Linked DNA regions of Oryctolagus cuniculus: region 2 is linked to region 1. Evidence: chromatin contacts called from public Hi-C data. All regions are on one chromosome and are shown on one strand. The core of a region is the stretch at or near the end of the contact, and the rest is flanking DNA. Distances in the headings are between cores, read along the strand shown.

What was found. A called contact is a pair of places that touch in the nucleus more often than the background predicts.
Region 2: a contact with region 1 is called in a Hi-C map of liver, with 6 times the contacts expected there. The contact joins the enhancer-like site here to the promoter of HOXD12 in region 1. A contact is called at or near these places in 5 of 6 Hi-C or Micro-C datasets (ear pinna, embryonic fibroblasts, liver and 2 more).

What each region holds. Positions count from the first base shown.
Region 1 is chr3:65,129,367-65,133,198 of mOryCun1.1, reverse strand. It overlaps HOXD12 (homeobox D12), which reads left to right and starts at 1,601. Exons shown (of 2, transcript XM_002712302.4): 1 at 1,601-2,171; 2 at 2,322-2,585. The coding sequence starts at 1,601. The coding sequence ends at 2,560. It overlaps LOC138849163 (a long non-coding RNA gene), which reads right to left. Exons shown (of 3, transcript XR_011387582.1): 2 at 261-3,832.
Region 2 is chr3:65,531,014-65,534,600 of mOryCun1.1, reverse strand. No RefSeq gene overlaps it. Among named protein-coding and RNA genes, the nearest start is that of LNPK, 310 kb to the right of the region's middle. Within about 2 kb of position 1,865, at least 1 of the 8 cell types and tissues checked has an H3K27ac peak or open chromatin away from gene starts, as enhancers often do.

The DNA of each region.
Region 1 (3,832 bases), core at 352-2,851:
TCCTTGGAAGCAGGGCGAATTCCCCCAAAATGAAAGCTATTGGGGACCTAAGGCCCGGTTTCCCCGTTTCTAGAAAGTGGGGTTGTAGTTTGTGCCTGCATCATGAAATGCCAGAGAATGGAGTTAAGTCTCCTAAGGAAACTGGCAGAGCCCTGAGGAGCCCTGGGCTTCCCCACCCCCACCCGCTACCCCCTCCTCAGAGCGGGAGGAAGAAGCTGATTGCATTCCCCAGAGCCGCCCAATTGGTCGCCATAACTCACACAATAAAGTCACAGCGCGGTGGTCAGCCTTGCCCTCCGGCGGCGCCTGTGTGGTCTCGGTGCCGGAGCTGGCGGTCTAACCAATTCCATCTTGGCTTGGGGACCGCGAGGCCTGCCGCGGGTTGGGGCAGACGCCCTTCGTCCGGTCTCTGGGGGCCTCGGGACCTGAGAAGGGGGGGAGGACCCCTACTCCTTTGGTAAGACTAGATAGGAGGATCTCCGGGCTGCTGCGCACACTGCTCCCCGCCAGCGACCACTACCCGTCCAGCTCCTCTGTTCGCCAGACCCGTGAACCCGCCACCAGCCCGCGCGCCGGGAGGCGCCGGGGCAAGGAACGCTGCTTGCCAGCTGCCTCGGTGCGCCTGCTTTTTTTGCGCGGCCAGGTGGCCTCTGGCTTTTCCGCTTTTCCACACGCGGTCTGGGGATCGAGCACTGTTCTGCCAGCCTCGGGGTGGATGAATACGTTGGAGTTCTGGTTTGCAGGATCAGCCGCCAAGGTGATCCTGGCGATAAAAGGAATGTAGCCTTTGGCCACGACTGGCGCATGGAGCTGCCAAGTTGCCTGGCCTGCATGCTCCATGGACCTGGATGGCAGCTTTCCTAAGGAGCAGAGTTCCTGGCCTGGGGGTGGTGGTGATGGTGAGATGCACACCAAGAGTGGTGTGAGGCCTCCTTCCTGGCTGCCAAACTTTGGATACCTTGTGATACCTCTCTGCTTTTAGCAGGTCTCTCAGGCTGTGTCTGCAGCTTGAGGACCCAAGCAGCAAGTGGATCTCTGTGGCCGGATTCCCGGGGCAGAGGCCTCAAGAGGGCCTCCATGGGAGGGATTGGGGTAGGAGTGGTGTTGCTCAGGCCCGGGAACACAGCTGGCGGCTCTGCCAGGCCGCACCTTCTCTGGACTAGGCGAGAGGCGCCCGTTACTGGAAAATGCCTCAGCAGCAACTTAAAGCTGGTAGAAACAGGCCAGGCCCAGGTAGCCTGCGGAAAACGGGATTGAAAAGCCAATGAAGATGGAGAAGAGTCCCAAGGGACACTGGGGCAAAGACCCCCTCCACCGGATGCTCCCAGCTCCCGAAGCCTGGCGGGGAAACCTGCAGGCTTCGCCTTTGCTCTACATGTCTCTGCTCAGCCGGCAGCCTCCTCCTTCGCCATCGAACATTGCGGGTGTTATCATAATACCCTGAAGGGGGGGAAAACGGGCCGGGGGATGTAGGCGGTGCTGAAATGACCGGCTTTGAAGAACCTGCAGGCAAAGTTTCGTCCAATCGCCTGAGCCTGTCCTCTTATTCCCGGTTGTAACTAAATACTGTTGCGAGCGCAGCCGAAGCCCTTTGTTGGAGATGTGTGAGCGCAGTCTTTACAGAGCGGGCTATGTGGGCTCGCTTCTCAATCTGCAGTCGCCTGACTCTTTCTACTTCTCCAACCTGCGGCCGAATGGCAGCCAGCTGGCCGCGCTTCCCCCCATCTCGTACCCTCGCGGCGCGCTGCCCTGGGCCGCCACGCCCGCCTCGTGCGCCCCCGCGCAGCCTGCGGGCGCCACTGCCTTCGGCGGCTTCTCGCAGTCCTACCTGGCCGGCTCCGGGCCTCTGGGCCTGCAGCCCCCGGGCGCCAAGGACGGACCCGAAGAGCAGGCCAAGTTCTATTCGCCGGAAGCAGCCGCCAGTCCGGAGGAGCGCGGCCGTACGAGGCCGCCCTTCGTCCCAGAGTCTAGCTTGGCCCCTGCAGCCGCTGCTCTCAAGGCCAAATACGACTACGTGGGTATGGGCCGTGCCGCGCCGGGCTCTGCGACCCTGCTCCAGGGGGCCCCCTGCGCCGCCGGCTTCAAGGAGGATACGAAGGGCACGCTCAACTTGAACATGACAGTGCAGGCGGCAGGCGTCTCCTCTTGCCTGAGACCTTCGCTGCCCGACGGTAAACGGTGCCCACGCTCCTCGGGCCGGGATGGGAGGTGGGGTGCAGGGGAGTGTGTAAAGGAAGGGGAGCTGCCGGAGGAGGTGGGGGGCGCACGGGCAGCCAACAGGGAGAGGGCTCGACTGACGGTGCGCTGGGGTTGTGTTGCAGGCCTGCCATGGGGGGCTGCCCCGGGGAGGGCCCGCAAGAAGCGAAAACCCTACACGAAGCAGCAGATCGCAGAGCTGGAGAACGAATTCCTCGTCAACGAATTCATCAACCGGCAGAAACGCAAGGAATTGTCCAACAGGCTGAACCTCAGCGATCAGCAGGTCAAAATTTGGTTCCAGAACAGGCGCATGAAGAAAAAGCGCGTGGTGCTGCGCGAGCAAGCATTAGCGCTCTACTGACCACATGCGTGGCTGTGGGCAGCCCGGGCCTGCCCTTTTGGATGGAGGCCTGGCATGGGGAGGAGGAGCTGGGGCTGGAGCTGGGGCTTTCCTCCCCCCTCCCCCATTGCCCTCTCCGCTGGTTTGTCCTCATCTCCCGCTCTGCCTGCAGCCCCAGAAGCTAGCAAGATCTAGAGATGAGACCAGTTGGGCCTCCTCGCTTTCCTCCTCTCAGAGAGGCAGATGAAGGGGCCTTCGGAAGTTGGAGTGCAACCTTGGCCTTTTGGTTTCCGCGTGTGGAACTTCGGGTCACCCAAACTTACTCTTTGCTGGGACACTGCACCCAGGACTCACTTTTGCTCCCTTGTACTTGGATTTCTCTGTTTGCGCCTGGTTAGTTCTCCCTCCCCCCCTTCCCAGCCCTGACTGCATTAAGAGGCACCTACTCAGAGCTCAGAGTGGAAATTAATATAGGAAGGCCTCAGGACCGTGGAAAGGGCTGTGGATACAGCTCGGCGTCTTTGCCACCAGCCCTTTGTGGCAAAGCCAGGATCTCCAGTCTGGAGGAAGGATGGGGTGCCATCCCTCCTCGTTCCCCCCACTCACCTTTCTACCCTGGCCAATTTGGGAGGACTACAGCTGTCCTAGACCTCAGACCTCTAGAGGAAAGGAGAGGGGAGGGGCTGGGTGGCCAGACACCTTGGAATGTGGACTGGGCTGGCCCCTGCAGTTGGACAGAATGGCTCAGAGGCTTCCTTCCCAGAGAAGGGATGAGGGAGGCTCGGCCCACAGAGCAAGCTACAGTCTCCAGACAAGATTGGCAAAAATCTCCTTACTTCCAGCTTTTCACATGGGCTAAGCCCATGCATCTTGTGACTGGGCCCCCAGAGCTGAGCTCTGCTATGGGGAGCTGCTGGTCTGCTTTGAGGCTGCATTGCTCAGGGAGGTGTGCTCAGTGTCCAGGGAGTGGTGAAGGGAGTCAGGAAGGGGAAGAGGGGTCCTCCTATGCACCAGCTCTAAATATGGCCAAAGTGGCCACATGTCTTTCCTGAGTCACCTTAACAGCTACTGCAAGGAGAGGCAAAAACTCCTCCTGGAGTATCACAGGGTGGGGAAAGAGACTACGCAGATTCTCAGCGCCTGGTCACTGCTCTTGACAGAGCACACAGAACTAGAAGTTTCTCTCTCACCCTCTCCACTCCCCACCAACTCCACCAGAAGTCCAAGCACAGTGCCCCTTCTGTAGCATGTATGGTGCTGCACCAGTGGAGCCTTCAAGGCCCTGGGCCCTGC
Region 2 (3,587 bases), core at 616-3,115, 400 kb before region 1:
TATTGGCTGTGCCTTCTCTATACTCTCCATTAATCTCCTGGTTGGATGCAGAAAATGCTGGGGTTCTAGAGACAGAAGCAGCCCAATGTGCAGGATTCTCAGGTCTGAGTCGCAATATGGAGGACTGTTCATCAGGGACAGGAGCGCTGAATTGTCACAGGAGTGAGAAATAACTTCTATTGTGTCAAGCACTGTTAATTTGGGGGTATTTTTGTTGTGGAAACCAATGTTACCTTCACTAATACATAAGATTATTCTGGAGGGGCCAGAAAACAATTCGAGGGAGTCCATCCTGGTAATCACGCTGGTACAGTGCCTTTCAGGAAAGGAGGCGCAAGCCCTTCACTGTAGTTGGTTCAGGGCAGAAATGCAAAGGAGCACCCGGACAGGATTCGGAGACCAGGTCCAAAGAGTTCTGCAGAGAGGCCAGGCTAACTTGTGTCTCACTGCAATGCATTTACCTGTGGCCATCCGGTCAAAAACAAAACAAAACAAAACAAAAATAAGAACAAAAAGCTCTGTTATCTTGAAGGGCTGCTCAAAGGAAGTTCACATTTCTTTTCTTTCTTTAACCTGAATATCATCAGCTCAGCTTTCTGAGAATCTACCAAAAAACAAAACTGGAATGATTTGAGAAAGTAAAATAATTATTCTAGGCACCTTCTTGAGTGAATTAAATAAGTTTTTATCCTCTAAAATTGAAAAGTGTGCCGCCAATGCAGCTACACCCAAACTCCATGGTGCAGGCTAGGAGGTACCCACCACCAATGTGTTTAGGTGCTCACTGGCTTCAAGCAATCTGGATTTCCAAACTTGTACCCCACACCACCCCCACATTCTCTCAACCATCCTAGTTCTCCAGGCCAGTGCATACCTCTTTTATGGGCTAAATTTCCTGATGGTTATGATTTTAAAATCTCTGGCCTCAGAGTGCTATAATTACCTCTTGATGATGTAATTAGTAACAAAATTTAATGGGGTATCATGGGACACCTAGAACCTTTCCCAACGCATCCACTTCATTTATAAAGGGTTTTGATCCACTTCACCAACCAACTGCCCATAAAACCAGGGCTCCCCTGGCGACAGAATCCACCCACTCCTAGTGAATGCTGCACACTGACCTACGCCATAACGCTAGGTTGAAAATATTATAAATGTTGTCAGTGACCAGTAACTCACAAGCGCTCTCATTACCTTGCTAGCAGTAGAGGCAGGTGTGCTGAAGTTAGCACCCTGGGATGCATTAGCCATGATGTAGGGAATTAGTCACGAGTCCCCAAAAGGCATGTTTTCCCCACTGCGAGGCTGCCAAGGGCTTAACGCGAGAGCTCCAGTGTGAGAGCCGGGCGTTCTCTGGCAGCTTGGCCGCTGTCTAATGAGAGCCAACCCTGAGTTCACAGGAGGGGGAGGTTGTCCTTTCAACCCTGCCCTCACCTGCCACCCCCATCACAGTGAAGGTTGCCAAAAGAGAATCCAGGCACGGCCCTAATGTGACATTCTAAAGGCCCTGCCAGACGGCTGAGTGTCCAACACACACCCCCACAGCCTGGTTTGTGTCTGCTTACTTTTCCGGGGTTTACATTTCAAAGGTGAAAGGATAAAACACACACACACACACACACACACACACAACCAGATCAGAGCTAATTCCGAGTGTGCTACAGGAGACTTTGTGGCCAGATGTAATGACAAACACATCCGCAAAATCCTCTAATCTGATAACAATGCCACTTCATCAGTAAAGAAGACACACTTCAGCTTGGGAAGTCCTTGGGGATTCCTTGGAAACTTCTAGAGTGAGCTCAGTAAACCAATGGCCTGGAGACTTTAAATAGAACTTGGATATACAGATGAGCAAGCAAGTGAGGTGCCCGTTTTTATTGCTGGGATCAGTTCTGACATTTAAAGCCATCGGTAACTTGGAAGGGGAAAGAGAGGACTACTTCCAAGGGAAGCCGGAATGATGCATGACTTAGCCAGCAAGGACCTCAGCAGAGAATGTGAGTGAGAACACCATTGTGCCAGTTAGAAATCTCTTTGAACAGACCTGACGCAGAATGGAAAATTGAAATAGTCCCTAAAACGGAGGCAGAGCTCAAAGTTCCAAATGTGCTGTCTGAACCTGACCTCAGTGTGGCCTACACATGCTAGAGGAACCTGGAAGAAACTCTCTGGACATCGGCAGGCTCCTGCTGCCTCCCCCGGGGGGCTCTCTTGATCACCGATTCCCTCCTGAGGTCTACAACTAGTTTTAACCTTGGGGTCATCTTTTACCAGCTATGTTATCTCAACCCAATCTGCAAAACAGGAATCATAATCCAAATTTTTTTTCTCGGAATATGGAGATTACCTGAGGAAATGTAGGAGATTCCACTTAAAAAACTAAAAGCAGAAAACAAATCAAATAAAAAAAAACCCAGCTTGCTCCTGAATCAGACAGGGAGAGAAATGTATATTCTGAAAACTTCAAGTCCTACTCAAGGAAATTGCTCGACCCTTGGCCGAGTAAGAGTTTGTTTTAAAGGTCAAAGATTTATAGGAAGGCTCTGGTGTTGTACACCAGGGGGTGGGTGGCAAGCACGGCTGTGAGCGAGGACTTGCTCAAATCTGTTTCAGGGAAAAAAATGGTACAGATGCGAGGCACGGCCTGTCTCAAGTTCAGGATGCTTCTTGGGGGAAGAGGGACAGCACCACAGACATCCGCATGCTTTTTCCTGGAGGTAAGCACACGGTGTCCTTTGGGAAACGATCCATGAGTCAGGCCCCTCTCCGGCCCCCTCAGCGGGGGGTCAGTGAAAAATGCTCACAGGTGCCCCTTCACCACTCAGGGCCTCTTAACATTAGCAGGATGCTAATTCCCCCAGATGCATGCCTATGAGACCCTTACTGGCTTCCTCCTGGGTTACGGCCCTCATCTGTAAGGTCTCCCTGTGCTAGTGCCACCCACGTCCCCACATCCAGTGCTTCCTGATAGGTAACCAGAGACAGGTACTTTCCTAAAGATCACGTTAAAGAAAACCCATGATCATCCACAAACGACTCAAACTCCTTTACCTGCCAATTAAGGACATCGAGACCTAGCCCCTACCCATCTTCCCAAGCTCTCCCTACTCAGAACCTCTGCTTTCCTCAAGTTGCACCTGTTGTCCAAACACAGAGCAGATGTCCCTGCCTGCCTGACTTGGTCTGTGCTGGCTCCGTTTTCTTTTCCAGGCGTGGCATCATCCACAGCCATGGGCACGATCTGCACAGCCCCTCTGCCTTCCTGGAGCCACCTGCTGGATTTGCCTCCTACAGTCTTCTGAAACTTCCCCAGAGCGCCTCTCTGTGGCTCTATGGATTTTCCTCCAAGCACCTATGTGTTTCCTTTGTAATGAGGTTAGTTCTATCCTTTCTGTATTTTGTCTTCTACTGTAGATTCTTTGAGGTCAGGAACTCACGTCTTCATTCTCCTGATTATATAATTCTGTAGGTGTCCCATGTTTGTTAAGTGATGGCTGTGCTACTGAACAGATGAAGTTTAAGCTTTCTTCTTTTGCTTATTCTGTTCTACACAAAATGCTCTACCAGGCATAAAGTCAAGT